Linked DNA regions of Columba livia: region 2 is linked to region 1. A link is a contact called in public Hi-C data. All regions are on one chromosome and are shown on one strand. The core of a region is the stretch at or near the end of the contact, and the rest is flanking DNA. Distances in the headings are between cores, read along the strand shown.

Region 1 (7,055 bases), core at 2,968-5,467:
TTTTCCATAAATACTAGACTAAGATTTTTCAAAACATTAACTTTCTAATAGAGAAAGAACAAACTTATTATTTAATTGTTTTCAGCAGAAATACTGTAAAACAGAAGGCATAAGAATAATACACATTTAATAAAACTGGTAAAATATAACTTCCTCCCATTTTGATATTTAATTATATCTCATTAGTACTGCAAATTGAAGCCAAAGAGTCAGCTGTTTACTTTATTTATTTATAGGCATTTATATAGCACTCATTACCATAGCAACCAGGAACCTTTTTTCCTCTTGTTCAAAGCAAGAGTTGTAATTTTGAAATGTGATCCTTTGATGATGCAAATAGGTACTTACATCCTATGCTGCAAACATTTAGGCAAGCGCTTAAAGTACACTAATAGACCTGAGTCAAAGGCATAGTGAAAGAGACAGAAACAGAGAAAGGAAAAAGAAAAGGAACTGAGAAGCAAATAACAAAGAGGGAAAGGGGGAAAGAACAAAGGGCTTTCCTATGAAAATTCACAGTGCACTGGGTCCTACATCCATGACATGCCCAGTGCAAGAACAAAGGGCTTTCCTGTGATAATCCACAGTGCACCGGGTCCTACATCCACGACAACCCCAGTGCTTTTTTCCTGTAATAGTATGTAGCTCGTTCATGAAGCACAGCTCAATTAATCAAGAGCGATCAACAAGCTCCCAAGTTCTGTTGAAGACACCAGTGAATATTCTTGAGCAAGGATTTCTAAGATTGTAGCTTACAAAAGATGCTGCAGAGGGCTGCCTCTCTTTTGCAAGCAGAGATGCCAGGAGCTTCAACTGCTACTCTCTTCCAATCCCCCAGCAACTAGTCATTACCAAATTCCCACAGAATTAACAGACCTTTTTAAAAAGGCCATCCCCTCACAAAACATCAAAGAAATTGCTAAATTCAAACATTGCTCCTGCATACACCATTGTAGAATGAATTACTAGGTAAGTCACGCAACTGCAGCTTGCCTATGACACTCCTTGTGTGCACAAGCACAAACTACTTTTCAGATCCTCAAACGAGATTGAAATTGCTTTTTAAACTATTTAATCTGGTTGCTTTCCAATGCCCTATAGATTATGGACATACATGCACAATGTAGTACTTCAGATCCCTTTTAAAAGCTAATGAATTTCTCATTGAGACTGAAAGAAAAAAGGAAATCTCTTGCCTGTTGTCATTTTGTTATATAAGAGATCTTACGATAAAGATATCCTGAAGAAGCCTTCAACTCTGCATTTATGTTAATCCTATATTCTTCATAAACCAATACTGTCCAGAGTAGTTAAATAAGGAGTGTTCCGTTGTTCCTAAACCAAACACATAAACCTTTACACAAGACTGATGGTTACTTTGTAGTCTTTTTTTAAGCTTTATTCTAAATAGGGCAGAAGCTGCATGTATGACAGGAGGAAAAGTGACAAGTTCCTTATCTGGAAAAGCACCAGCAGGCACTGTTATCAGAGCAGACCAGCTCTTTTAAAGTGGACTGATGAAGCTATTTTTAAAAATACCTAATAACATCACAGAAGAGAATCTGATCTCTGCAAAGGTGAGCTGTGCAGCTCGATATGGCTGGGAGGCAGCTAATGAAACTGAAGCTTGTCAGACACAGATTGCATCCAGTAATTGGCTTTGAAAACTTGCAGTTTAAATTTCGCCATGCTGAGTTCAATGCCCCACTCATAGCTTGCTCCAAGCACAGGCAGAGCTGAGGGCTGTCTAGTGTGACCGAATGTGAGTGGCCACCTTTCCACGGCCTGTGCTGCCAGGCCCAGTCTGCATGCTTGGAGGGCAAACAAAGAAACCTACTTTCTTCCAGCACCTACCAGTTGACTGCCAGGACAGGGAGAGACAGTTGTGGGGGGGAGGAAGGCAGAATGGTGTTGGAGCAGGTGGCGTGCTGATGGAGGAGGAGGGAACACGTCCTACCACAGAAGGAGAAGGAAAGGGGTGAAGACCTAAAAGGAGAAGGAAGAGGGTCCCATGTCATGCATTCATCCAGCACAGCAGAACCACTGACCAACACCAACCCTCAGCGTTCTGTGCCAACTGTGCAAGGTCTGTCAGGAACAGTCACTGGTTTTCCCAGGAAGGCAACCAGCAAAACAAGGAAAGTGTCCCTCTTTTTTGCCCATTTTGCCCAAAACTCCACTTACCCTTCCTAGCCCACTTCTCCCTGAGCTTTGTGGACCCATAGACCCATCCTGCTTCTCAATCTGAACCACAAAACTGAATTTTGTGACCATCATGGATAACAACTGAATAAATTGTTGTCCCACAGTGTGAGAAGGCAAAATTTTGTCTGTACAGCTGAGAACCTCTGATATGGTTCTAGCTCTGTGGTTTAATGCTCTCCTTTGTGCCACTTTCATTTTCGTGATTCCTCCTGCCTCCCACCACTTCCTAGGAAAATCTGCTCCTTCACAGCCGAGACACGCTCTGGTTGGAAAAGCCATTTTAAATAAAAAGCAGGTTATTTTGCTGGGACGAGTCATCTATGTATCTGTTTATTTGAATAAAACTATAGCTTTACTAGTGGAAGATCTCTAAGTCTCTATGTTTTAAAACACCTCCTAAAGACCTTGCTGTGTTAGAACACAGGCCAGATACAAATCTCTTAAAAACTCTGGGGAACAGTAACTGAATGTGACCTGCTCTCATAGGGAACACAAAATTGAGACTCCAAGTAAAACTGTCACCTTGCAATCATAAACCGATCAAAATGCACTCTTGCAGAAAAGCAGACTGGAAAGCTGGTTTTCTGTATCTAGTTCATGCATTTGGTACCCACCACATTTTTGAAAATGATACTGCAAAATAAACACCCTGTCTTACAGTTGATGAGTTTAGCATATGTCAGATTTGTTTGGGGGAGAAGATTCTCCCAGAGAATAAGAGCTCTTCTGGTTCTCAGCTAAGTCAAGACTTGAGCTAACAAGCCAATCTATCAGTTCAAGTGTTTTGAGATTGCTATTAAAAGAGCCATTACTGTTTTATTACCAAAGTCAACATATTCTCCTGAATCAGCAGTCATCGTTTAAAAGTCAGCATTTGTCAATAGTTATCCAACTATGGTACTGGTGTGAAAACACCAATATGTTCCCTTCCCTTTACCAGTTGTTCAGATACAGTCATTATTCTTATTACTTGAGAAGAGCATGCCTCTTCCCTTTTTTTTCTTTTTCTTCAAAGCAGCAGCCATTATCTTAATAACCCATTAAAACATTGGGTTAATTGAGAGGGGCTGTAAGGAAGCTGGAGGACACAAGCAGAGTGGGTAAGCCTGACCTGAGAGCATGCATGTGCAACGCACCCTGAGCTGACATATGCAAGATAAACTTTTCCACCATGCTTAGTCAGCACACAATAATTGAAAGGGGCAGGATGCAATAAATTCAGCACCCGTATCCACTGGGGCCAAATTCACAAGGACTGCTAAGCTTTCAAAGCTGAAGACAGGTGTCTGGGGGGGTTCCCAAGGCGCTCAACCATCAAGGAAAACTGTCAGGAGAACATAATTACATCTTTACCTGACCTGGTAGGCTTTAAACCTGCAGCGTCTTTGACCTCTAGGGAGGTTATTTGAGTTTTAATTGAACCGCGTTTCAGCGGTGCAGGCAAGAACCAACCCTCACAGCCCCGCCTGCCCCTGCTGCCGGATCGCTATCACTCCCCGGCTCTGGAGCAGAAAGCTTTCCACGTCCAAGGGGTCAGCTCCGCTCTGGGCACCCCTGGGGGGAGCTCTGGGGGAAAACCCCGGCTTGTTCCCACCTCCACCCCGTGCCTCCCCACTGTGGAGTCGCCGCCGATCACCAGAGACACCGCCGCGGCCCCACTTTCCCCTCAGGAAAGAGGCGGCAACCGCCACCGGCCCCCGCGAACCGCCCTTCGCTGGTGCCCGGCCCGGGCCGCCGCCGCCCCACGGCCGCCCTGCGCCGCCCTGCGCCGCCCCGCGCCGCCCCACGGCCGCCCTGCGCCGCCTCACCTGCCGCCCGCGGCGCCAACGGCAGCAACCGCCCCCTCGGCTCGGCCCGGCCCCTACCGCCTTCTCACGGCCTCCCCGCCCGCGGCGGGCGGCGCCGCCACCTCCTCGCAGGCGGGTGCTGTCCGCGGAGAGGGGCCGTGGCGGCGGCGGGGCGGGCCGGAGCGGCACCGCCTCCCCAGCGCTCTCGGCGGCGGTGGGGAGGGGGGCGGGCGGCCCCTCGCCCGCCGCACTCGGCAGAGAGGCGGCTGCCGCGCATGCTCAGTGCCGGGCGCTGCGAAAGGCGTTATGGGAGGTGTAGTTCGGGGCTGCCTGTGCCATGTCCCCTCAGGATGGGCTCCCTGGCGCGGTTTTTGGTACAGACCCTCTAGCTCGTCCCAATCATCCCTCAGCCCGGTGGTGGTTCCCCTCACTCCTTTCTCCCCAGGCTGCCCAGTCAGTTTCCTCAACCCCTTTGCTTCTCTCAGTCACCAGCATCACTCACTGCTCCTCATCTCCTCCCCAAATCTCCTTCAGCCTCTACCTCACCCTCCTGCAGTCCTCCCACCGCCTTCCCACACTGACCTTCCGCCGTCCCCCAGGGTTCCTCCCTGACCCTCAGTCTTCCTCTGCCCAAGAGCACCCCCACTTGCTGCCCACACTCCCTGGCCTCTTGGCTCCTTCCACTCAGAATGTATGTGCTAAAGCAGGGGGCAATCGTCCTTATTATGAGTACATGGCTTCAAATCTACCAGAAAAACCTGTCAGATAGCAGACACCTGCACCTTTCCCAGAGGAAGGTTCCTTCCCACCCATTGATCCCATCAGTGTTTATAAATATCTCAAGGGTGGCTGTCAAGAGGACTCTTTTCAGTGGTGCTCAGCAATAGGATGTGGGGCAATGGGCACAGACTGAAGTACAGGTGGTTCTGTCTGAATGTGAGAGGAAACTGCTTTGAGGGTGCCAGAGCACTGGAACAGGCTGCCCAGGGAGGTTGTGGAGTCTCCTTCTCTGGAGACATTCAAACCCCGCCTGGACACATTCCTGTGTGATCTGCTCTGGGTGAACCTGGTTTAGCAGGTGGGTTGGACTAGATGATCTCCAGAGGTCCCTTCTAACCCCAACCATTCTGTGACAGCCGCATCAGGTCACATTGACATGGTAGGGTTTGGTAAGTTCAGACTTCACCAAAGCAACCCTGAAATTATTACGGCTTGAATAGATCACCAAGAACATGCTGAGTCTCATCCAAGAGGTCAGATCGACCGAGCACTTGGATGTGTGTGCGTACAGCGCCTCTGCTTGATCCAGTATCTCCCAAAGTCAGTGGGGCTTTTTGTCATTGACTTCACCAAGGCTTTGGATTTCACAGGGGAGCTTTCTATTTCCACACCCACACGGTGCTTTCAGTCGATGAGAAGGACAGTTAGTGGTTTGGTAGCATCTTTCACGTTAGCTGGCATTTGTATGCGTAATTAAATGCTCCCAGAGTGATAGGATTGCTAAACATGAATGCAGGAAATGAATGTAAAACTTTAACCGTTTAAATGTTTGCCTCTGAGAAGCTGATAGTCACTTGGGGGAAATAAAATTTAGTTACTTAGTACTCCTTCCTCCAGCCTCTTTTTCTGTCTTGCAGATTTTGTAGCTAATGATCCAAAGCACTAACTTGTCTTATAAGAGATACACACGAGAACTGAGGTTTTTCAGAAATACTCATTGCTACTCTAAATTTAATTTTGTTATGGTCTCTGTGAATTTTAGTGCTGAGTTCACATACATTGATAAGGCAAATGCCAGGCTTCTGAGATTCGTTTTCCAGAGTTTGATCAAGAACTATGATGCTAATGAAATCCACTGCAAGAGATCCCATCTACTCTGTTTCTTGTTAGGTTTGTCAGTTATACTCCAGCCCTAGAGAAACTTTAGAATGCTTGATCCGCATCCTTATAACTAGAGCGACAGTGCAAAATAATCATAATTGTCATCATTTTCATTAAAATGTGTTGGAATAAAAGCTCACTATTTATTTCATTTCTATATATCTATTTCTTTTCAATTCTATTTAATTTCATTTCATTTGCAAGTAGAAATCTTGACTAAGATTTCACAAATACCTGCTTGCATATTCACATAAATGTCATCTGCAGTGCCACTTTTCCTCCTTGTTATGAAATATTTAATGAGCCAGTCAAAAATCCAGACATTACAGTAATTTGAATTAAGTGGCCAGTCACATATCACAGACAATGGATGGCCAAAGACAAAGACATAATCATTTGAGAAAAAAAAGAACACCCATAAGCTGAAATGTGTTCCTATGAAATATTCATAGGATTGTGGTGATTTATTGTCATGTCTGCTTCAGAATAACCTGCAACAGGAAAATAGCATAATCTGATACTTTTTATGCAAAATAGTTAATTTGTTTTGCCTGGAGTATCAAGTTTATAGACACATGTCTGTTTAAGCCTAACACCTCTAAGGGGTAGGGAAGTGTTTTCCTTAACACAAGGTTTGACAGGGGATACCCAGTGAAAGCAATGTGAATATGCTGGTGGAGGAGAAAGTCACTTCAGGTACCCAGATGTGGGTGCCTACTGCCATTTTAGACAGCTTGGATTGCCCAAGACATCTGCACAGGCCTGGTAGATATGACATGGGACCTATAAGACATTCTCAACTGCTCTAATGGCCCCTAGAGACCAACTTGAGTTTCAAGCATGGTATCACACACTTACATTGCCTGAATCACGTCTGAGGTGACTGCTTAGGAAATAAATCAGCTTTCAGAGACAGGGGCAGAGGATGGGCTCACAATTAGGACTTAGAACAGTTGAGCCACCTTTTATAGTCAAACAGACAGAGCTGTGTCTCCAGTCTAAAGCAAACATTGGAATGTTTCCACCTCACACATCCTCACCTCACCTTCTGCACTTGGCTTATAGCTCCCCTTGTATGTGCAACCTTTTTGAATGAGAAAATATCAGAAGGCCTGATCCCTGGAAGCTGCCCCCAGCCAGCACAAGCGCTGATGTGCCTGCTCATGAGTTTCAACATGCTGG
Region 2 (7,055 bases), core at 1,828-4,327, 150 kb before region 1:
CTGCAGTAAATACAGCAGTGCTGAAGATAAGTCAGCTTGACTTTTGTCCAAGTTGGCAGTGATGGAATCACTGATGGGCTTGCCATTAGACAGGCTGAAGGGCCCTTGGCTGAGGTGTACTGTGAAGGAGGGACCTGATTACTGCCTTCTTCTTGTTCCTCAAAAGACAAGCCTGCCTGGTGCCCGTTCCTTTGCAGCTTTTAGTGCTGTTATAAGACTCAAATGCTACCATGCAGAATCCAGGAAAATAGTTAGCCGCAAAGAAGCCTATAAGATAGTGAGCATTGGGTCTTGTCCGCATGTGCTAATACAACTGCCCAATTATAAAGTAACATCCTCTGTATTTTCCAGTGTTTTGTGCCATCTCATCACTCAACTGGCACATTCTTGGGTACTTTTTTAAGCCAAGGCGTATGCCTCCTTGAGTGAGCTTACTCAGGTGTTTTCAAGGTAAAACATCATTTACAAGAAAAAGAGATATTTGATTTCTAAAGTAATGTCAAATACTACTATATAAGCAAAAGAGAACAACAGGTTCTTGCACTCTTCCAGTGTGATTTCCCATCTGACTCGATACACTCAGTTTCCACTCTAACTTGTTAGCCAATTTGTGGATCCTTGCCTTGCAGTAGAGAAGGGAAAAACAAAACAAAACAAACAGCTTTAAGGAAGGCTACCTGCTTAACCACAAGAACAAAACCTGGAAAAGGCAAAAAGAATTAAAAACTACAAGAAAAATAAAACCCAAACCTATACAACCCCACAGCTTTACTTATTTCTCATAATCACCCTCTTCAAGCCGTAATTTTGATTTGAAATATATGTGTGTACATATTAATACTCACTTTCTGAGACACGTTACCTTCTTGTAATTTGTCCAGATATGGGGAACAGGCTGCTAAAGGTGAGTGGTTGGAAGCTTACAGACAGAAAAACAGCACTGGCAAAGCCATACTGTTTACTCCATCAATAGAATCACCTTCCTTCCCCATAAAATATCCCTCATTAAACTAATTTCATTAGAAAAAAAAGTTTACTTAGACATACTAGTCATCAACCATTCCACAACCTGCTGCACAACAGCTTTGCAATGTTCAGGTCACTGGATTACTGCATGAGGAGAACTGTGGACTAGACCCTGCAGACAGTCAAGCCTAAGCATGTTGCAGACAAGTAAACAGTCCAGTTGAGTCACAGACTGAAGCTACAGATGTGGATGTGAGCTTGCAGGGCACCTCCAAGGAAATAATCCTGTGGAGCCAAGTGTGTTCACATCAACCTAGTATTAAAAAAGAAACCAAAACAAAACAGCAACAGAGACTGCACAGAAACAGCACGGTTAGCTCCAGCTCTGGAAGCAGGAACCCTGTTAGGCCATGCGGGCAACTGCAGCCAGCATGCTAGATACAGTCTTAGATCAAGAGTGTGGTCTTTGGCCCTTCTTCTAAGTAGCACCGTAATACCCTTTCTGTGATTGTTACACATCCCATTTCTTACAGCTTTTGATTGAAGATCAACAGAGCTTTAAAAAATAAAAAGAGAGGATTTAATATTCTCATTTAGCATTTAAAGTACTCTGTTTATAGCCTTTTTTCCTTTTTTTTTTTTTTTAAGCACACGTGGTACTACCATAGAGCAATCACCAGAAATCAGCTCCAACCTCAGTGTGCTTCATTCCTCCCAAGGATCAGTGATCTCCCAGCTTGAAGCAAGGGAGCACAGCAGTCGGTCAAAGGCCGGCTGGCACCTGACTGACAGCTCCTCAACAGCCAACCTGCAGCGCGGCCAAAAACACTTACTGCCTAACCTGAAAAATCTACCTGAAACCCAAAAGGGGGGGCTGATGCAGAAGGCTTTCTTTTATTCATAGGTATGTATGCAATACTACTGCCCTTCTCACCTCTGAGGTCTGATCCTGCAAGGTGCTGGGCTCTCAGCACATCCAGCTCCTCAGTGGCATCTGTAATTGCCTCACACTTTACGTGAGCAGGCCTCAGTTGCCAGGTTGCTGGAACCCAAGAGACGCCAACCACCTGACTGCAGGGATTTTATTAATTACAAGGTTTTGGAACACCCTCACACACTCTAATGTAGGTCGTCTCCTTCCAGTTACCCCAAGAGAACCTTCAAGTCATCCTTAAGTGGTATCAATCAATGTTCTGCTCCTCCAAGGATCCTTCCAGTTGCACAGATGTCAACAGCTTGATGACCATGAGCTCATATTTCCAAGTCTACATCAAAGCCAAGTTGATATACAAATATTTAAGAACCCCAGGTGTGGCAGAACTGCTGGGCGCAGCAAGGTGTCCGCTGCAGCTGTGCAGCACGGGGTGAAAGCTTCCGTCCCACCTGGCACACGGTGTGGGGAGGGCTTCTCACTTGTAACCACTGTCACAAAGGGCAAGCAGGAATTTAGGTTTTTTTTTTTAATGAAGCATCATCCTTTCAAGACTGCCAGAAACCTGCCCCATAAACCCAACTAAGCACCTGCTACTTACACTTTCAGGTTCGCAACCCTTCACACATCTCAATTGGCAGCCTTACAAACTTGGTTAAACCCAGTAAGATAAACCCCACAGAGGTGGGACTATTATAACTTGTTTGGGGTTTTTTTTGGCAAAGGGCGGCCCAGACAGCAGGCCCCGACTGTCCCCACGCCGCGGCACCAAGGATGACGGGGACCCCCCCCCGCCCGAACCGTGCCCCTGCCGCCCCGCCACCGGTAGGAAGGACAGGCCAGCGGGGTTGGGGCAGCAGAGCCAGGCCCACACACGACCCCACCTGGGCAAGCGGACTCCCACGGGCTGCCTCCTCCCACCCGCGGCACCGCCGCCCCGGGCTCCCCCGCACGCACCTGCAGGCGCGCCACGGCGCAGAGCGCCGCCGAAGGGCTGCTCAGCAGCAGCCGCTCCCGCAGCAGGTTGCTGCCGTACGCGTAGTACAGGAAACAGCCGCCATCCCGCGTTTCCGTCCCGCCACCGGACTCCATCAGCCCCGCTGCACCGCCCCTTTAACATCCCCCTCCCGCTCGGCGGCCGCCTGGGCGGCGCCTCCGAGCGGAGCCGCTCGCCATTGGCGAGTCGCTTGAGCGCTACTTCCGCCGCTCCGTGAGCGCTCACATCTCCCCGCGCTGTGACGTAGCAGCGGTGGGAATGCTGTCGGCATTACGTCACGCGGGGTCGTGACATAAGCAAGGTGCGTTCGTCATGGCCGGGAGCGGGAGCCGGACGCCCTTTCCGCCAGCGCGGGGAGAGTCAGAGACCCCCCGCTAAATTAATAATATTGTAACCATTATAAATAATAATGCAATGCATTTTGCTTGTGAGTATCGTGGCTGCCTCTGAGAGGAATGTAAGCAGTCATGAATTTTAGATTAGTAAAAGGATTTTAGAGTAGTAAAGCAGTTCAGCCTGCCCCAGCCTGGAGCGCTCAGAGCAAGCTGGGCACATGCAAGGGTAAAAGGTGGGAAGATGCAGGTGTGTGGGCAGGCAGACCTGCAGAGCCAGGCGCACAGGCAGTTCCTCTCCTTCCCTGGCATAAGTGATGCGCAAATGAGACAGGAGGAGACCTTACCACTGGCCACCCGTAAGCATAGAATCACAGACTCTTTTGGGTTGAAAGAGGCCTTCAAAGCTCACCTAGTCCAACCTCCCTGCCATGAGCAGGGACATCTTCAACTAGATCAGGTTGCTCAGAGCCCCATCCAGCCTGGCCTTGAATGTCTCCAGGGATGGGGCATCTACCACCTCTCTGGGCAACCTGGGCCAGTGTTTTATCACCTTCATGTAAAACATTTCTTCCTCGTGTCTGAGCCTGAATCTTCCCTCCTTTAGTTTAAAACCATTACCCCTTTTTCTATCACAACAGGCCCTGCTAAAAAGTCTGTCCCCATCTTTCTTACAGGCCTCTTCTAAGTACTGAAAGGCTGCAATAAGTTCTCCCCGAAGCCTTCTCCAGGCTGAACAACCCCAACTCTCTCAGCCTGTCCTCACAGCAGAGCTGTTGCAGCCCTCTGATCATCTTGGTGGCCTCCTCTGAACCCACTCCAACAGGTCCATGTCTTTCCTGTACTGAGGGCTCCAGAGCTGGATGCAGGACTCCAGGTGGAGTCTCACCAGTGTGAAGAAGCAATAAGCCACTGAAGTAATATGTGCATATATATACCTGTGTGTGTGTACATATAAAAGCCCACATTGGTATCCTGAGCAGAGACAGCCCACGCAGGATTGAGCACAGGATCCCTGGCAGCACAGCGCCCAGCCTCTCTGCAAACATCTTCGCACATGCAAGGGAAAGCAGCAAGCAGGAGAGCTAATAAGCATCCTCCTTCCTTTGATTGCATGTGCAGTGCTTCATTTGAATCCCTGCTTTAGTTTTCCTGATGCAGGCGTGGGCAAAGTCAGATTCATCATAAAACACACAAAGTGATAAATGTGAGTCTGATCCTTCCTGACAAGCAGTTTTCTATTTTTAGTTTTGTTGTTTGTTTTGGGGCTGATGTTTTGATTTGTTTTTTCTTCTTATGTAGCAATAAATATTTTAGGGCGAGAGGGAACCATCATGTTCACTTGTTACACGGGTCATAGGATTATACAGCAATACTCCCTCAGTCTTGCTCCTTGAGACAGCGAGCAGCTAAACAGCAGATTTTGAAAATCTGCTTCTGGTATCTGCTTTTAGTCCCCTTTCCCTGAGGAAATGCAAACTCTGCAAGGAGAAGTTTGTCTCACTGCTCCTCCAGCAGCTGCTGGACCACTGGCTAATTTCAATCAGAGGTGACAGAAAGCAAGAGCCTTCAGAGATAACCAAGTTTCTGCTGCTTTCAAGAAAACAGTCAGAGATGGCTGTGGGATGGTGGGGATTCCCACACGAGAGGCTTCTGGAGGGCCCCCAGCTTTTGACTAAAGCTCACAGCTTTGTGTACCCCAAAATCAGCCAGCCCCAGGGAGCAAACCTGCCGGAGGGCATTGGTGTGTGCTGAACCGCCCGTCTGGGTTTGCTGTGAGCTCTCCCTCGTGAGCTGAGGTTGACATTTCCTTCTGAACGGAAGAAATCTTATGTAGGAATTGGAATGAAGCACGTAGCAATTGTTAGCTTTTTCATCTCAAAACAACCTTCTAAAAAGAAATCCCTACACAGCCTTTCATAACACTTCTTACATTATTGAAACTTTGGACATTCTGAAAAAAAATTCCATTTTTTTTCTTGACACTCAGAGTTTCAACAACTGTTTTGGTGATTTTTCACTCAAAACCCATGTATATTTTGAACAAGGGGAAACTCTTAAGCTTGTGTTCTTTTTCATGCTATTCAAATCAAGACTTTAAATGTTACAAAGTCAGATGATTGACAAATGAGGAAACTGAGTGCCTGATCTCATAGCTGGGTTTATGCACGTGAAAACCTTGGTTAGCAAAATTACAGTTAAACTTATGGGACAAGAATTAATTTAAAACACTGCCACTTTCAATTCTAAGTACTTAATCACTCAAAAAGGCATTTTCAAATTAAAATACGTTGAGGTTTCAATTTTTTATACTTTGCACTGAATACCAAGCCTGTTCAATGACCAAAGAGAAGTAGTCAGTATTTCCAGGACCACAGTTTTGGTGTGGGTGGTGTAAGCTGGTTTTACCTATTCCAAATATAGCATAATGCTAATTCAAATGCTGTTGAGATTTATGGCATTTGGATTAATTTTTAGTTTAACTGAGTCAGTCAATTTGCACTCCTGAAGCCCATAATCTAACTCTAGCACTAAACCATGTCCCTAAGAACCTTGTCTATGCATCTTTTAAACACCTCCATGGATGGTGACTCCACCACTTCCCTGGGCAGCCTGTTCCAATGCCTGACAACCCTTTCCATGAAGAATATTTTCCTAATATCCAATCTAAACCTCCCCTGGTGCAACTTGAGGCCATTTCCTCTTGTTGTATCACTTGCTGCTCAGAAGAAGAGACCAACCCCCTCCATGCTACAACCTCCTTTCAGGTATTTGTAGACAGCAATAAGGTCTCCCCTCAGCCTCCTTTTCTCCAGGCTGAACAGCCCCAGTTCCCTCAGCCGCTCCTCATCAGACTTGAGTAGAAACCTGCAGGGCTTCAGTGGTACTACTATAATAGTTTTCACACTTCTGCTGATTCACCACCTTTTCAGGAGACAATTAACTCTCCTGGAGAGGAGGGTGTCAAATGAAACCCTGTTTTTTTCTGGAGTTAAATCAGTTCTGAAATCAAAGGCTATCTCCAGAGCTGCTGAAATGAGACCTGTGGTAACCTGTTTGAAGCTCCAAACAATTTGGAGGCATTGTTTCCCCTTGGATGTAACTACAAAATCTGCGCAGAGTAAGCAGTCAGGAGTATGACTCCTGTTTGGGAGCTTCCCAAACATGAGAGAAAACTCTGGATATCCAAAGCTGTTTGTGCATTGTCCATAGAGGAGATCAACAGGGTTATTTATGCAGAGGAAGCAGGAATTTGTTTCCATCAGGTTTTTATCCCTAGATGCAGTTTATTCCTGAGCATATCCTTCTTAGATTTTTAGGGGCGAAATAAGGAAATTAGGAAAAAATAAGGAATTAGGAAAAAATAAGATGTAGTGGAATATGTTAAATCTGCTGAAGTGTCTGCCAGTCACTCAGTGTGCCTCACCACCACTCCCTCTCTGCCCCATGATTGTCACAGCGTGAGCTTTAATTAATGCTGAAGAAAAAAAAGGGAACCTGGAGGAATAATAATGGCAACTGATGCAAATGAATCACATGTACAGTCCTCCCCACAGCAGTTCTCTCCTCCCCAAGGAACCCTAGTAGGATTTGCTCTGCAATTAGTATTTCACTGAAATTATACCTTTTTTTGCTGCAAGAGGGTTACAGCTGGTGGTAGCTTCTTAATACAGTGTACAAGTTCTGAGGGTCTGCAGAGATCTCATGTTCATGCAAATGAATGCAAATGATTTTACAGTGTGTCATGGTGTTGCTGTGCTTGTTCCTTCCCCACAAAACAGGGACCACGATGTCCTGCTGAAGCCCAGCCTCTTTCTCTGCCCTGCCT

What was found. Hi-C and Micro-C count contacts between places; a contact is called where the count stands out from the background.
Region 2: a contact with region 1 is called in a Hi-C map of crop, with 3 times the contacts expected there. The contact joins the promoter of GGCT here to the promoter of POMGNT2 in region 1. A contact is called at or near these places in 2 of 2 Hi-C or Micro-C datasets (crop and liver).

The regions. Positions count from the first base shown.
Region 1 is chr2:45,298,735-45,305,789 of bColLiv1.pat.W.v2, reverse strand. POMGNT2 (protein O-linked mannose N-acetylglucosaminyltransferase 2 (beta 1,4-)) reads right to left here and starts at 4,217. Exons shown (of 2, transcript XM_065051632.1): 1 at 4,014-4,217.
Region 2 is chr2:45,447,923-45,454,977 of bColLiv1.pat.W.v2, reverse strand. GGCT (gamma-glutamylcyclotransferase) reads right to left here and starts at 3,077. Exons shown (of 4, transcript XM_065051653.1): 1 at 2,855-3,077. The coding sequence starts at 2,989.